Regions from separate parts of the Mus musculus genome. Here region 2 is linked to region 1. Evidence: chromatin contacts called from public promoter capture Hi-C data. All regions are on one chromosome and are shown on one strand. The core of a region is the stretch at or near the end of the contact, and the rest is flanking DNA. Distances in the headings are between cores, read along the strand shown.

The links. Promoter capture Hi-C pulls out the DNA fragments that hold promoters and counts their contacts.
Region 2: a contact with region 1 is called in a promoter capture Hi-C map of liver, with 4 times the contacts expected there. The contact joins the promoter of Gemin6 here to the enhancer-like site in region 1. A contact is called at or near these places in 7 of 39 promoter capture datasets (the 3T3-L1 cell line, 3T3-L1-derived adipocytes, the HPC-7 cell line and 3 more), 1 of 484 Hi-C or Micro-C datasets (B cells) and 1 of 115 datasets of contacts at active chromatin or transcription factors (embryonic stem cells).

Annotation. Positions count from the first base shown.
Region 1 is chr17:78,993,424-78,997,635 of GRCm38.p6, reverse strand. The region is part of intron 2 of Prkd3 (protein kinase D3); the gene reads left to right. The region is part of intron 5 of Gm41622 (a long non-coding RNA gene); the gene reads right to left. Among named protein-coding and RNA genes, the nearest start is that of Gm41622, 12 kb to the right of the region's middle. Within about 2 kb of position 2,350, at least 79 of the 459 cell types and tissues checked have an H3K27ac peak or open chromatin away from gene starts, as enhancers often do. A contact at or near this core is called in the HPC-7 cell line and liver, where this site is marked.
Region 2 is chr17:80,222,154-80,226,365 of GRCm38.p6, reverse strand. It overlaps Gemin6 (gem nuclear organelle associated protein 6), which reads right to left and starts at 1,915. Exons shown (of 3, transcript NM_026053.4): 1 at 1,696-1,915; 2 at 602-745. The coding sequence starts at 726.

The DNA.
Region 1 (4,212 bases), core at 1,101-3,600:
CATGTCAGAGTCTTGTGTTATATCCTGTAGAAGATAATTGCTTCCTTTGGGTATAATGTCAGCCCTATAATCACTGTGCTCTGAAGGCTGATGCAGGAGGATCTTGAATTTGAGGCTAGCCTGGGCAAACATAATGATGCACTCTCAGCAGGGTGGGGGAGGAAGGAAAGGGGTAAAAAAAAAAGAATTATTCAGTTTTCTATTAGCACTTCAAATGCTCCTTTTACTGGTGTGGAAAGTTACAGAGTTTGCTGATATCACTTGTGTAACTTATTTAACCTTTTATTGAGCTACATGTGTGAGCTCGTGATTTATTAGAAAGAGTTCAGTGTATTCCTCAGAAGGTTGGTTTGTTGGGTTATTTTAGATTAATGGTGACAATATGTGAGTTTAGAATCTCATAATTTTGAGTTCAGCTGAGTTAGCTAGTCAGTTAATTACTATGGTTGAGCAGTAGCTAAGTAAATGCTTTTTTATAAAATTTCTGTATACTTAGGACTATTATCAGATACAGTGAAATCAAGATATTCTAGTGTTGACTTTACATCTCCCATGATTAAACTACCAGGAAGAACCTGTAGAACCAAAAGGGATAGTAACAATTAAGTGAGATTATAGAAGGCCATATTATATTAGAAGAGGGACGGGAAAACCAACCTAAAGTGCACAAATAATTCCATTAAGGCAAAAGGAGTCAAATGGGGCTGGAGAGGTGGCTTAGCTATTAGGAACACTGGCTGCTCTTCCAGAGGACGGATTAAATTCCCACACTCACATGCATGGTTGGCAGCTCACAACCATGTATAACTCCAGTCTCAGGGGATCCAATATCCTATTCTGATCTCCAAGAACACCAGGCACACATGTGGAACATAGACAGACAGACATGCAAGTAAAACATCCATATACATAAGATAAAATAATAATAGAGGAAAGGGGGATAGAGAAATGGTATATCAGTTGAGAGTATTTGCTGCTCTCCCAAAGAACTAGAGATTATTTCCCAATATTTCTAGCTCTGGGAAATCTGACACCCTCTCCTGGTTTCTTCACAGACCAGCACACATATAATGTACACACACACACACACACACACTCATTCAAGCACTTCATACATTCACACACACTTAAACACTATATACCTGCACATACACTCAAACACTATACATACACTCAGACACACGTACAACAAATAAAGTAATAATGAATCTTTAAAAATCTTTTTAGAAAAGAATAGGACTTAGTGATAATTATCTCAAGTATAATAAAATTTTAAACTTTAAAAAAAAATATTTTTAGGTCTGGAAAGATGGCTCAGTGGTTAAGAACACTGGCTGCTTTTTCAGAGGACCCAGTTCAATTCCCAGCACCCACATGGAAGCTCACAACTGTCTGTAACTCCAATTCCAAGGGATCTGACACTCACACAGAAATACATGCAGGCAAAACACCAATCAATGCCCATTAAAAAGTAAATTGTTAAAAAATATTTTAAAGTGTCTTTTTAAAGGTAATATGAATGATTTATCTTTAAAAGGGACAAATAGTATATAATTTTTATTTAAGTTAAAGATCTTATTTTTTTTCCTGTGTGTTATTTGTTGTTTTTTCTTTTGTTTTTTGGGTCCCCCCTCGACATTGTTCGTTAGAAATTTATCTGATGTTGTTCTAAAGTCGTCAAGAGCATTAATTTCAAAAATCTGAAAAATAGAAAGGGAGATGCAGCTATTGGTGTTTGGTGCTACTGAAGCAGGAGTTAGGGAGTCTGGGAGACATTTATTTTAGGTATGTGCTGCAAAGGAGTCACGCAAAAAAAAAAAAGAAGAAGAAGAAGAAGAAAAGAAAAAAGGAAAACCTTTTGAAGGGAATCGTCTTCCCATAAATTGACATTGGAAAACCTGTTTTAAGTGCAGGTGGGACTTAATGCTGACCTCTACCCAGTAAGCTCCAGAGGGAGTAAGTTAAATGTGCAAACTGGGGTCAAAGGAGCATGAATATAAAACGGAGCTGGCTGAGTGCTCTGTGCCAGGATAACTCACTCTTAGGTCAGCAAACCATAATGTCAGCTATAAAAATAATAAGACAAAAAGCAACGTGGAAAACACAGCAAGTGTGATAAGATCAGTGCCCTCCCCCTACAAAGGGCTCACATGTTGGGGAGAAACACACTGACCACACTAAACACTGGGGCAGATGACACATTTCACAGGGTGATTCAATAAATTCATAAACAAGCACAGCAGAACATGGTTAAGGTCGAGTTTTTAAAGGACTACAGACTAGGAACTGTGTGTGCAACTGGAGTAAAGACAGAATAGTTTCTGGCGGCATACTGAAGAGTGTGGTTGAATCTCATGAAGTACAAGCGATTCACAGACTGTGCTAAGCACAAACCTGCTTAAACGCTGACAGACTATATCAGCATCAACAGCAAGATTTTTTTTTTCTCCCAAGAAATCCCTTTAGCTAGTAAATCATTTTTAGTTGAGTTTTGTTTAAAACTTAGATATGACCAAAAGAGGTCACTTTTTGAATTTCATCCAGGTTCATGACACATCCTGAGGGTGGGGTGAGGTGGAGTTTCTTTTGTTGTTGTTGTTAGCATAAGCCAAAACTTAGCTTCCTTTTTTTTTTTTAAGCTTTGAAAGTCTTCCAACGTATTACATTGAGGTCAGTGCTAGCTTCTTCGTGTCTTTCCTCAGAAATACCTTACTCTCAGTAAACATTTAGTACAGAACACATTTTATTTGCTTTTATACTAAAAACAAGGTCATGCAAATAGTGGGCATTTTCCTTCTTCTGTGTAAGAACATGTGTATATATGGGGCGCTGGCGATTGAACCCAGGGCCTTGTGCGTGCTAAGCGTGTACTCTACCACCGAGCTGCCCTCAAACTCCTAGATTCCTAGTGATTCATAGTTTACAAAGCAAAATGAACACGAGTGTGATTTCTACCTTCTAGGGATGTATATACTGAAGAGAAGGTGTGTTTGCAGGAAGCCCCAGGGAAGTCGTGGGACCCGGAAGACAGTCAGACCTTAGAATGCAGTCTGGCAGCAGTAGAAGTGGGGCTGAGCCAGGCGAAGTGTGTCAGCCAGACCAGCTGAGCGTCACATTACAAGCCTATGATAAACCTTTATAAAGAGTTGTTGTGATTAAAAAGAAAGTTCTTAGTGCAGTCCTGGGCCATAATGCTCAGAAAACATACCTGTGGCTTCAAAGACTCTAAATTTAGAAAGATCCTTGGTTCTATAGATGTTTTAAAACTTTAGTGAACATCAAAGTTGCAGCATTTAGTTGCCGTATGTCAACAAAACCATATATACATACATATTTTTTTAATTTTAGTTCTGACGTGTTTATTTAAACTGGGAGAGTTTATTCACAGTGTCTGGTATGTGATGACTACCTAGTGGATGTTAGCTCCCATGTTTACTTGATTTCATATTGATAAGAGGCTTAAAAAATACCCTCTAAAGCTACTCTTGCTATTAGTTTGTTGAATGAAAAAACTAGATGTAATTGGAATGAGAAAGGAAGTTGGTAGAAAGCAATTCATTTGAGTTATAATGGCATTTAGTAAAATTGAAATTCTGTCTGTTTTTAGGTGATTTAAAATACTTGGCTTTAGTTTTGATCATTTAAATACTAGATCTGAAGACCAAATATTCAGTGTACTTGAGGGGTGATTTGGTCTGTCTGAATGAATGGATCCATTGTCTCTGTAGACATGAGTTGGTTGTAATTTTCAGTTCTGTCATAGCGGATGAAAACCCCAGCTGTGTCTTTTGTTTTCTAGGACAGAGTTGTCATTCTGTGTTGTTTTCTTTCCCCATTCTCTCTACTACAGCTGTGTTGCAGTGGCTTGGCGACATTCTAATCTTTCTGAGATATATATATATATATATATATGTGTGTGTGTGTGTGTGTGTGTGTGTGTGTGTGCATGTATATACATATACATGTAGATACATACACACATATTATCTAGGTTAAATAGTGTTGGGCAGTCATTACTAAATACTTAAACTGATGATGGGAAAGTTAATTTGCTGTACATTCAGGTTACAATCTTAGCTAAAAGAGGGAAAGTCCAAGCATTAAAGTTAAAGACAATTCAGAACTACTTACAAAACAAGCGGAGAAAGTGTATTTTAAAAAGAAAAAGACTTCTCTGGTTTATGTCAGACGTGTGGGGTTAAGTTGAGCACG
Region 2 (4,212 bases), core at 666-3,165, 1.2 Mb before region 1:
CCCTGTCTCAAAAAACAAACAAACAAACAAACAAACAAACTACTTAGTACTTCAATAAATATAAAATTTTCCAATAAACAGCATGGGCATTTTTCCCCTTGACATCTATGTACCTTCAGTCCTTTTTTTTTTTTTTTTTTTACCTTTTGAGACAAGTCCTGACAATTGGATATGGTGGAGATAAGAGGATCAGGGATTCGTGTTTATCCTCAGCTACATAATGAATTTGAGGCCAGTCTGAGTTATATGAGACTTATTTTAAAAAAATAAATAAAGTTGGGTGTGGTGTCCTAGCATTCAGAAGTAGAAGTAGATGAATCAGAAGTTTAATATCATCTTCAACTATATAGCCAAATAAGGCCAACCTTGGCTACAGGAGACCCTCTGGAAGGAGAATTAGAAGAGGGGAGAATTTCTCTTTTCTATTCCTATAACTATGTTTAGTTTGCTACAGCATCCCATAGTTAAAACAGCAGCAGTTAGGCTCAAAAGCAATTATTATGTGTGAATGACCAGTCTTTGATTGATCTGCCTTCTCAGCTTGGATATCCGGGGCCAGTACATAGGATTGTCATTTCACAAAATTAAGTTGCATACTCACTTGGCAGAGACTGGATCTGTGGTTAGAAGCCATCCTTTATACTCCTTCTCACAGGCTATCACTCTCACTTCTTTATAAACGTAATCTTCCCATTCTAAGGGGCTTTTCTTCATCCATTCGCTCATGGTTACCAGTTGCCCAGATCTAGAACCATTATCAATTTGGGTTAATCACTATGGATATTCCACACAAGCAAATGTCTTTTTTTAAAAATATTTTTAAAGATTCATTTATTTATTATATGTAAGTACACTGTAGCTGTCTTCAGACAATCCAGAAGAGGGAGTCAGATCTTTTTACGGATGGTTGTGAGCCACCATGTGGTTGCTGGGATTTGAACTCTGAACCTTTGGAATAGCAGTCAGTGCTCTTACCCACTGAGCCATCTCACCAGCCCAAGCAAATGTCTTAATGATCGCCATTCTGTAGGCAGTCTGTAATTTGCCTGAAAATAACGAGTTTCTTAATGCAAGTAAGCACTGATACATAGAGCCAGTCTTAACTCACACCTACAGTCCCTACCTACTAGTAGTGCTGAGACCAGCCTGGTAACATAGTGTGCCGTCTCAGATCTCAGAAGAACAAGCAAAACGCCCATCTGGGGTATAAGAAACTGATACTATCTTTGGAGAATTCTTGAGAATGTTTTGTTTAGTATATCTGGGAAGGGGTATTTATAATTCAGACTGATGGTAATAGTGAATGGCCACAGGTACAATTCTTAAAACTCCTGTGGCATGTCTAGTCCCACCCTCTGCTCCCAATTCCGGATACCGCTTTCAACCTGGCTTTGAACCTGGCCCGTAGATAACTCAAACTCTTCGGGGCTGGAGAGATGGCTCAGCGGTTAAGAGCACCGACTGGGAGGTCAATTCCCAGCAACCACATGGTAGCTCAAAACCATCGGTAATGGAATCCGATGTCCTCTTCTGGTGTGTCTGAAGAAAGCAGTGGTGTGCTCATATACAATAAAGAAATCTTTTTTAGAAAAAAGAAGAAGCAGCCACTTCCGTTCCGCTTTCCTTAGATAAAAGGATTTCGCCCTAAACCCCTGACAGACATAACTGATGCGGAGTTCTCGGATTCCCACCTACTCTTTCTAGATGACTCTCCACGGGCTTTGCGCCAATTTTCTCGTAAAGCGCTGAGGACCCGTTAGCGAAGCTCTAGAGCTCCAACACCAGGTCCTGTCCAGAGGCCGCCATACCCAGAACTCTGCACGACTCAGGGAAACGCCGCAGAGACCCTGGCTATATTTCTACTTAGCTCACACGCCGCCGAGCGGGCTTGAGTCGGCCCGCCTGAGCCCAGCATGCTTTGCTCCTGACGTCATTTCCTTCCCCCAGAATCCTCCATCCTGTAGTCCTTTGCCTCCGTTCTTGCACTGCAGGTTGTGTCCAAGGGAACTTGAGTTCTCCTGGCCACCGTGAACGTCTCAAGAAATCTTTGTAAGAGGAAAATGTTCGTACCTCAAAGCTTTTTAAGTGGGGTATGAAAATGCGATTTTGCCCTGAATTCAACACAAAGCTCTCTGGGTAAACCTTAAGGCTCTAAAAGCCGAGGTGAATGGCATGAATTCTGGTCTAGCTCGTTTTGGAGCCGGTTAAAATGCGTGCACCTTTGGGGACGTGTTCTCAGTAAATCTCAAGAACAGTGGTGAAGTTGGGAAGATCAGCACTGGATTTTTTTTTTTTTTTTTTTTTCGAGACAGGGTTTCTCTGTGTAGCCCTAGCTGTCCTGGAACTCACTCTGTAGACTTCGCCTGCCTCTGCCTCCCAAGCAGCACTGGATTATGTTGTTTCTGCTTCAGATTTCTGGGCACGTAGCTGACTGGGCTCTGACATACTGCAGAATCTTCGAGACTGTGATACTGAAAAGTGGTGCAAGGCAGTAAATGCTAAGATTCTGCCTATACTGAAAAGAGAAAAAAACAACCCTCTCCCCCGCCAAGACAACAACTACAACAAAAAAACCCACCAAGGGCGATGAACAAAAACTGAGCTATAAAATTGTCAAGCCAGAGGTGGGCGTGGTGGCGCACGCCTTTAATCCCAGCACTCGGGAGGCAGAGGCAGGCGAATTTCTGAGTTCGAGGCCAGCCTGGTCTATAAAGTGAGTTCCAGGACAGCCTGAGCTACACAGAGAAACCCTGTCTCAAAAAAAAAAAAAAAAAAAAAAAAAAGATTGTCAAGCCAAGCAGCAGAAACATTAAATATGAATCGGTTTTTTAAAATTACTACTTGAAATTCCATATCAAATAATCCTTCCCAAAACCTTCATTTATTGAATGATTGACTTCATATTAATGAGATTTCATGGATTAAGTTAGAGTTTATCAGTTAAAACCCTCTATAAAGCTACAAGAGCTAATGTAAATTCCAAGTTATTAAGAGTGTGGGAGAAAATGTTTGACCTTTAAAACTACAGAATAAAAATCTACAACTGATTTGTGACAACTGTTCAGTTGCATTTTAAGTTTCATTCTTTACTGCAAACCTGTTTGGCTTATGTTTTCTTCCCCTTTTGAAACAAGGACATGTCCCTACTCTGTCCAAATTATCAGAAATTTAAGTTGCATTTGGGCCACATGTGGTGCATAGGACTTTAATCCAAGCTTGTGGAAAGCAGAGGTAGGCAGGGAGTTTGGGATCAATTAGTCTACATAGTGAGTTCTAGGCCAGCCCTGCTACAAAAAAAAAAAAAAAAAAAAAATTAAAAAAATTTAAAAATCAGTTGCAACTAGATACAAGATATTTAAACTATTCTAGCTTTTTTTTTTTTTTTTTAAATTCGAGACAGGGTTTCTCTGTGTAGCCCTGGCTGTCCTGGAACTCACTCTGTAGACCAGGCTGGCCTCGAACTCAGAAATCTGCCTGCCTCTGCCTTCCAAGTGCTGGGATTAAAGGTGTGCGCCACCATCACCCGGCTTCTAGCTTTTCTAATTCACTCAATTAGTACCAGCCAATTGAAATGTCTCTTCTTTATGTATATGCTTAGTAGTCATCAAGATTATATTGATGAATGCTAGGAATGGCTCCATTAAAAAAAAAAAAAAAAGCCCGGTATGGCTCATTTGCAATTTCATGGCTGGGAAGTGGAATCAGAAGGACCCGTGGGGCTCACTAGTCTAATTGTAAAATCCTGAACCAAAGAGACACTGTCTCAAAGAATGTGGGTGTATTTCCTGAAAATGACACCTGAGGTTGCCCTACACACACACAGAAGGAAACAAAAAAATCCGATCTAGAAAAAGAATACATTAAGGGGCTGGAAAGAGATGGTTCAGTGGCTAGGAGCACTGGCTGTTCTTTAGAGAGCCGGGATTTCCCACATGACTGCATACAAAAATGTCAAACTCCCAGGAGATGACACCCTCATTTGGCCAGCAGGGGCACCAGCCACCATAGTGGTGCTCATATGGTGCTCAGACATACATGCAAGCAAAACACCCATACACATACAACATATATATATATATATGTATGTATGTATGTATTCACACACACATATATGTGTGTGTATATATATATATGTATATATATATATTATATATATGAATGAATACATTGGGCTGGGGTGATGGCTGTTAGTAAAGTGTTTGCTTGCACTGG